Regions from separate parts of the Zea mays genome. Here region 1 is linked to region 2. A link is a contact called in public Hi-C data. All regions are on one chromosome and are shown on one strand. Each heading gives the region's core, a stretch centred on a gene start, on an enhancer-like site or on the middle of the called end of the contact. The rest is flanking DNA. Distances are from core to core; before and after follow the strand shown. Region 1 holds the start of LOC100285824. Region 2 holds the start of LOC100280918 (ADP-ribosylation factor 1).

Evidence for each region. A called contact is a pair of places that touch in the nucleus more often than the background predicts.
Region 1: a contact with region 2 is called in a Hi-C map of leaf, with 5 times the contacts expected there. The contact joins the promoter of LOC100285824 here to the promoter of LOC100280918 in region 2. A contact is called at or near these places in 2 of 25 Hi-C or Micro-C datasets (leaf and tassel).

What each region holds. Positions count from the first base shown.
Region 1 is chr2:165,217,818-165,221,961 of Zm-B73-REFERENCE-NAM-5.0, reverse strand. LOC100285824 reads left to right here and starts at 1,397. Exons shown (of 13, transcript NM_001158714.3): 1 at 1,397-1,690; 2 at 2,712-2,901; 3 at 3,042-3,212; 4 at 3,316-3,491; 5 at 4,056-4,144. The coding sequence starts at 1,529.
Region 2 is chr2:164,604,887-164,608,879 of Zm-B73-REFERENCE-NAM-5.0, reverse strand. It overlaps LOC100280918 (ADP-ribosylation factor 1), which reads left to right and starts at 2,002. Exons shown (of 7, transcript NM_001371433.1): 1 at 2,002-2,107; 2 at 2,395-2,570; 3 at 3,403-3,473; 4 at 3,964-3,993. The coding sequence starts at 2,423.

The DNA of each region.
Region 1 (4,144 bases), core at 148-2,647, 610 kb before region 2:
GGAAAATGGAAAAAGATAAAACAGTGCCACGCGAGGCCATATGTTTTCAGTCTAGTAGGCGCCCATGCCCGTGCTCACACCCACTCTCTCTTAAAGGGGACCGCTTTGTCAACCGCTTGCCTTGCATGCGCGTCATGTCTCCCTTTGACGTGTGGAGCTCGTGTGTCATCCCCAACCCTTTGTTGTGCTTGTTATTATCCAGTGGACATCCCGCCGTTGATCTCGCCCCTGTGCAACTCGAACACTGCCACTATGCACGTCACCTGACAACGAACACCATGAACATTCACTCTAGCATTTGCTCCCCCTCTTTCCTCCCTAGATGCCCACGACATTAACCGAGTGTGTCCATCAGTATTTAATGGGTGAACGACCACGCTGCTCCCACAGGTGCCCTCTCCCCTTCAATCATTGGCGTGCACCTACAAAACCCGATCCTCGCACGCCCTGCTTACTCCACTTCGAGCTCCCAGCCACTAGAGTCCTCTCCCCTCGCCACCAGTGTCCTCGTTGCCGTTCAGGAGCATTAGACCAAGGGGGAGCGACACCCTTGTGTGGGTATTCGAACGAATATTACTGGGAAGTGCTGACCCTCGATAACCTCGAGAAAACATTGAGGTCTCCAACCATTTCCTTACTTTACATATTTATTTTTGAGCAATTCAATTCAAGCATCTATATTCATAGATTTGTCATGTTAGTATAGAGTTGGAAATTAGGATGCAAACTTTGTCATATCTTTAGGTACTTAGGTGAAATTGAGTTTATGATTAAGATTTATTTTTTATGAGAAATTTTAGAAAAGCCTAATTTATCTCTCTGGTGGTCATCCTTTTTCTTTCACATGAGGTCACGAGTGTTGGGGAGGAGCTAGACCATGAAGGGAAAACATGAGATATGGGAAGAAGAAGAAAAAAAATAGAGAAAGGTATTATAGTTATTTTATTCTTTTGACCTATCATGTTAAACTGTTTTTTCAAATAAACATCTAAACTAACTTTGGTCAAAATAATAGCTTTACCAATAAAGTCGAGCTACGTCAAACGAGACATAGATGAGATACATATACTTTTATATGTAGTCCTCCTGAAGCTAGGTATGCACAACAAAATGGATTTTAAGATTATGTAAGAAAAGAAAAACCACGATTTTCAATATTATGAAACCATTGTTTTAACTTAAAAAACTTGTCTAAAAACAGCAACCAATTATATGCTACTTGCTGTAAATATAAAATGCTACAAAAAATAAATAAAATTGTTCTGAAAATAAGATCAATCATAAAACCACCTAACAAGAAACTGAAAAGTAAAACTTCGCAAGAAAAATGTGGGCAGGCGCTCAAGATTCATGTGTCCAGCGACCGAGAAAACCCCCAAAATGTGCTTTACCTTCTAAAAATAGGCTCCCCAAGAAACCCACGGACAACAGAGTAGCTTAAACACGCGCTCGCGTACAGCGAAGAAATGGCGATGGCGATGCAGCCATCTTAGTCCCCTTCCCTGATCCCCTCTCCCTCTCCTTCTCCATGGCCGCCCCTCCTCTGGTGTTTGTCGCCGCTGCCATAGCCGCGCTCGCCATCTTCGTCCTCGTCCTCGTCGTCTTCGCCTTCCGGCGATGGTGGTGGTGGCGGCGGCAGCGCCGCCCGCTCCAGGCCGCGGCGGAGGCCTCGACCCCGGTCGCTGTCCAGGTCAAAATCCAAGCTTTCTTGTCCCTTCTTGTTGCCTCGAAACCTCGATGTTTTTGACGCGGATCGCTGGTCCCGGTGTTTCCTGGAAAAATACACACAGACACAGGGATCACCGGTCGATTTTTTTTTTTTTTGGGGGGGGGGGGGGGGGGTGCGTTCTTGGTGCCGCGCCATTAGCAGAGAATTCTTACGGCGCATTTTTTCGTTGTGTGTTTTCCTCAAACGTTCGTGATTCTGTTTCTGGCTCGTTTTCTTGACTAATCTGGTAGTCTTGTAGATACATATCGCATTGATGGTTTGAGGCTGTTTGATGTGTTCCACTGTAGTTGCATGCTTAAGGTTGATTAGGCTGTACCGCTGTAGTTGCTGCTTGCGTTGGCATCGATCGCTATTAATTGGTCAGCAGCGTGAGAAAAGTATTGTTGTTACATTTTGTTGTTCGGTGATCATGGTATCAAATCATTGCTTATTGTATTTTCGTAGTTGATGGACCATGATAAATGATTAGTATCTAGCTCCCAAGCGGACAAAAACAAAATCTACTCCCTAATGAGAAGAAACATTTTAGCTGATTTCTACCTCTCCGTGCACCAGAACATGCTGGATTCTGTGAGCTAGGCAATGGAACTTAATCAGGAATCTGAAAGAAGTATTAAATTTGGGCTTTCTTCATTTCAATATTATTGTGCAGGAGCTTTGGTTATTGAACTTCTTTCCTCACACAAGCAGATCAGTCATAAACTAAAAGGAAATAAAAATCTGTGCCGAAAGTAATTCAATATGCATGGTCTTAGCCATAGACTTGGCACTTTCCTTAATAATTTCTGTGGAGTGGTAGCCACTAGCCACATCAATTGATCTTTGCCTTTCATGCAATGCTTACGATAACTAGTTATACTGGAATGTAATTGTGTACTGAGGCATTTTCACTACATGATCTACATCAAGCTCTTCTTTTCTTTAATTGCAACGCAGATGTACTTGTATTGGTGTCTCAATGGTTTACACTCTCCACTTGCAGGAGGAGGATATAGATAGGCCTCTTCTTTCCGAAAATCGGGACGATCACTCTAGACAAAGTAATTATTTTCTTGGAAGTTCTGTAGGAGAACCTTCAAAGATTCAATCAAATAGGAGTAACATTTCGCCTAGAAGTCATGCAATTGCTGATACAGGGAGGACTTATCCAGATGAATGTTGTGCTACACAAGGTTTGCATAATCATACCCCAACCATTTAATAGCCTTGTTGGAATATCAGCTATGTTCTTGTCTTGTTGAATTGCTCTAGTTATTGATTGACAAAACAATTTTCCAGTTACTGAGAATCACTACTGATACTGATTTTGTAGGAGAAACTCATGTAATCAATATTGAAAATGATACTTCTGAAGAGTTTCGATTAGGAAGCACGTTAAGACGGACATCACCAGCAAAATTGACAACACCTGCTCAGAAGCACAGAAGGGTTTCTGGAGATGACTATCATAATGGAAGTGTTCCTCTGAAGGATAGTACATATCGTAAGCTATCCTTCAAACTTGACTTGGACATTCTAATAGTCCATTGCTTGCAAAGGTTGGCATTTGTATGCCCATTTCATCCAATCTTTTGTTAGAAGTGCAGATAGTAGCCTAGATTTAGAGGTCATAGCTGGTCCATCTCATGGAATAAGCTGTTCTCGGCAGTCAAGTAGGCCTTCTATGCTCCCAATAACTCTTGGAAGGGTTCCCCCAAGTGATTTAGTGTTAAAGGACTCTGAAGTATCTGGGAAACATGCTCAGATAAACTGGAATGCAAAGGTAAATCGTTCAGGAATTATTTATGTTTGTACTTTCAATTTAATGTGATTTGAAATGTTTGCTTCTCTGTACTTTTAGATTTTTAGCTTTGAAACCTGAATAAGTGATGCTATCAATCAACTTTAGCAGTACCTTTATGTATGTTTGTGATCATCAAAATTTAGGTGTATGTTTGTCCAAAATTATTACTCAAAAACTCAATATTGTGGATGTGGATGGTAAAGGCTACATGTTTAAATCTAATAATTTTAAATGCCATGGCCCATGGCAAAAACTGTTCCTGCAAGGTTAGCCATGCTTACTTTTGTCAGCACCATAATATCAATTTGTGAGCAGAAACATACTGGATAAGGCTTGATAATTGGCTCACACTAGAAAACTGTGTAGGGTAAAGCCTCCAAATGTTATCTCATTATCTGGTTGTCTACTGTATTGATCAGATCTGTAGTTTATGTTACAGTCTTTGAGATGCTTGTCTCATCTAGTTACTTATCTGCTGCAGTGCAATTCAAAATTCTTCTTTACCTCTGAAACAGTGATAATTGGTATACTGGAATATTGCAGACATTAAAATGGGAACTTGTGGACATGGGCAGCTTGAATGGAACTTTCTTGAACTCCCAGGCAGTTCATCATCCAGATGCTGAGTCTAG
Region 2 (3,993 bases), core at 753-3,252:
AAAGATAAGACAAATAAATTTGACCAAAAGGAAGCTTAATATTCCTATTAAGTTATTACTAGAGCTATGCAATAACTACTGTTGGGGGTCTATCTTGTCGAAGGTCCTCAGAACGACTCACCTTCGGTATAAGAAAATGTGTTTCAGGCACATATGTAGAGACATACGAAGATTGACTTTGGCCGAAGTAGAGTGCAATGAAGTTTCGACAGTATATGCGAACGACGGAGGTACAAGCCAACCTCGGCATAGAAAAAGCTTTGTGTGCAGTAACAACGAAGGAAAAAAGTTGAAGACTTGTGCAACAGGAAAGGAAAGGAAAGGAAAAGACATTAATGACCTCGTGATGTTTGTAAATCATAATTGTAAACCTTGTGGGCGTGTATGTAATTCCACATGAAACTGCATCCCATCCTTATAAATAGGTGAGCACTGTCATGCATAAAACACCTTTTGAGGGCCTTAAGATTCACCTCTCTTAGCTTTTAAAGTACCTTCGAGTTGTCTCTTGTGTAAAGCCAAATGTACGTTTGTGTATTCAATTGATAAGGAGGATGAAATAAAAGAATGACGATGAGTACCTTGCTTCGTTCTTCATCGCGATCTCATACATTCTCACTTCACGTACATTCTTCATTTATTCCTTCTCCCTTGAAGCTACCCCTTCGAAGAAGAGATATGAAAAAGGGAGAATGTTTCAACCCTCTAACTTGTGTTGCCTTGTTTTTGATATCATATAGCAATCAGAAACAAGTGCCAAATAACTACCTCGTTAAAAATTCTTTTGTTAGAAGGAAAAGAGTAAAACCAGCTCCATATAGAGTTAGTAAGTTCAATTCATTGTCTAATGTTCATAACAAAGTAAAATTACATCACATACTCTAATTCGAAGCTTAAAAAACATCTAACTAGCTACATCTCTAGTTTTGTGTTTTTTATCAAATAAACGAAAGTATGAAACAAAGTACGATTTAATAAATATATGAATATTTTCGTGCCTCTATATAGACAATTTCATGTCTATTTTAAACGGATCGTGCCCGTGGCCACTCATAAGCCATGACATCGGCCCAAACCGAATCATATCGGTTCGTGCATAGGTCATGTTATTTTTCGTGCTTCGAACCCAAATGTCCACATCCCCACAAAAAGCAGTCGAAACGAACTAAAATTGGACCAGTCGGTGATTTAACGCGGAATGCCACTGGGACCAATCCTAGTCATTCGTTGGAGTGGAGGTCCGGGTCCGACACAGATAGGGATGGCAATCGGGCGGGTAGTACACGAATATATAGTTCGCAAATCCATACCCACGAGACAAAACTCAACCCATACCCGTACCCATAAACGTTCGTGGGTATGGATCTGTATCCATACCCGTACCCGCCGGGTATCCGTTATCCAGTGGATACCCGTTACCCGCCCGCCCACTACAATTTTAGGATTAAACACCAAACATCAATTTTATTACATTTCAAAATAATTATCATTCTAATAGCATTAAATGATAATTTCAGCACCAAACAACATGTTATGGATAAAAATTGAAAAATAAGAATTTATGATAATATATAAATCCGGATGGCCCACATGTTAGATATCCATTGGGTAACGAGTATGGATACTGGATATCCATACCCGCGAAAAAATATCCGCGGATACCTTATTATATCCATAACCGTACCCGCGGATATTAAATTCCACCATACCAATATCCAATGGATAATTATTCGCGGTTATTTACCCATAACCGTACCCATTGCCATCCTTAGACACAGAGAAGAATTTCTCGCTCGGTTTCCATCGGATTTTGGTGAAATTTACCGTTCCGGATACTAAGCGAGATATGAAAACCGATCCAAATTTTTTATATACTTCGACTTAGAATTTAAAAGTATATAAGTCAAAATTTAGTTAATAAAATGATATTCGGAAATTGCAACGGCAGCAACGATCAGGAAGCCCAGCCCAGCCCACACACCCCACCCCACGTCCCCACCCCGCCAGCCGGCACAAAGCGCGGCGTTAATATCTCCCCTCCCCCTTGCCCTCAGGTCTCCCCACCGCCCCCGATCCACCATTCCTCCTCCGGATTTCGCAGTCAGCGGTGAGCCTGCCCCTAACCCATCCCTCCCCCACCCTCTCCCAGATCTGAGCTCCTTGCGCTGTCAGATCTCTGCTCCCGATCCATCTCCGGCTGCCGCGCGCGGTAGATCTCCGTTCGGCAGCGTGTGATCTGCCCGATCCGTGCGGTTGGGTCTGGATCGGGTCGGTTCAGATCCGCGGCGCCGTCGCCTGGACGCGCCGGGGAGATTCGCGATCCGTTGTATACTTGTATGCTAGGCTTGGGGGAGATCTGAGCGCGGAATGAATGAACGGTTGACGATTCTGCAGGTGGTGAAGGTAGCGGGCGCGGAGGAAGATGGGGCTCGCGTTCGGGAAGCTCTTCAGCCGGCTCTTCGCCAAGAAGGAGATGCGGATTCTTATGGTCGGTCTCGACGCCGCCGGTAAAACCACCATCCTCTACAAGCTCAAGCTCGGCGAGATCGTCACAACCATCCCCACCATCGGTGAGTCCAACTTTTGCCTTTCCAACGTTGTTGGATCATGTTCGATTAGGTTGTGAAGAATGCTCTGTTAAATGATGGATCCGTACGATGCGCGATCTGTAAATACATGAGTGGTTGGGGGTTAAACGATACATGATCGTTTGTTTGCCCTGATGCTTGAATACGATTACAGGGGCCATTCAATGAGCCGTTCATATCATGACGAAATGACCCACATATTTGGTTGGATGGAACAAAATGCAATTACTATCACTCTAGAGAACAATTCATTGTCTTTTAGTTTACTGTCTATGTTTCATGGATTCTTTTAATGTATCATATTTGTTTCCTGTCTATAGAAACTCTGATATGATATAGCTTAATGAAATTCTGTTAGGTGATCACAATAAAATGCTCATCTTCTTGCTTGGTCTATTGTTCCAACTTGAAAATACTATTGTTTTATTATAGCCAGTGAAAACTGCAGTTTTCTTTCTGTTGTTTAAATCTCCTGTTTTGGCTTTTGGACTATTGGAAAGCTAATTTAGACATTAGCATCAGGATGAAGAAAAATTAAGAAAGAAAAAAATGTAAAGCATGATGGGGCAACAATGTATTAATAGCAGTATTTCTTGTAATGCAAGTTTTCAACATCATGATATTTTACAATAGTTGTAGAGCGCTTCACTAAAAAGGAACTGAGTTTCAATCATTAAATTTTGGTGACAAAAGTGTTTATTGTGTTCTGCATTCCTATTTTCTTATGATTATCATATGATGACATTACTGTGTTTTGTTTTTATGCTTCAGTTTTCTTTGTCTTACAAGATAAATGTTTTTTTTTGAAATGCAGGTTTCAATGTTGAAACTGTTGAGTACAAGAACATTAGCTTCACGGTCTGGGATGTCGGGGGTCAGGACAAGGTATAACCCTCCAACATCATTTTGTATTACCCATTTACACTACATAATGTTCTCTAAGGTAGCGTTTGGTTCTGGAGTATGGTGGAATGGAGCAGCTCCGCTCTCAATTTGTTGTTGTTTGGATTGGTTCCATATAGGATGGAGTGGGTATAAAAATGGAAAATTATGCTCAAACGTTGAACCATTTGGCTCCTTAGAATTTCTTGGACGGACCCGTTCCTCTGGGGACGGAGCCGTTCTATCCAAGTGGCTCCGGAACCAAACACTACCTAATTTCCTGTTCTTCCAGAATCCAAGAGCCACCATTCTTTTTTATTTTCTATTTGATTTCTTAGGCTAATCCGATTGTTAACAACGTAACATTATGACATCATATGAATTTTTAGACATGGGAATGTGCTTGGTCTTAGCCTTAGCATCTCTATATTAATGCAGTAATTTACATGTTTTATCACATTTTGACTGACTTGTACTCGTTTAATGAAAACAGATCAGACCTCTCTGGAGGCATTACTTCCAG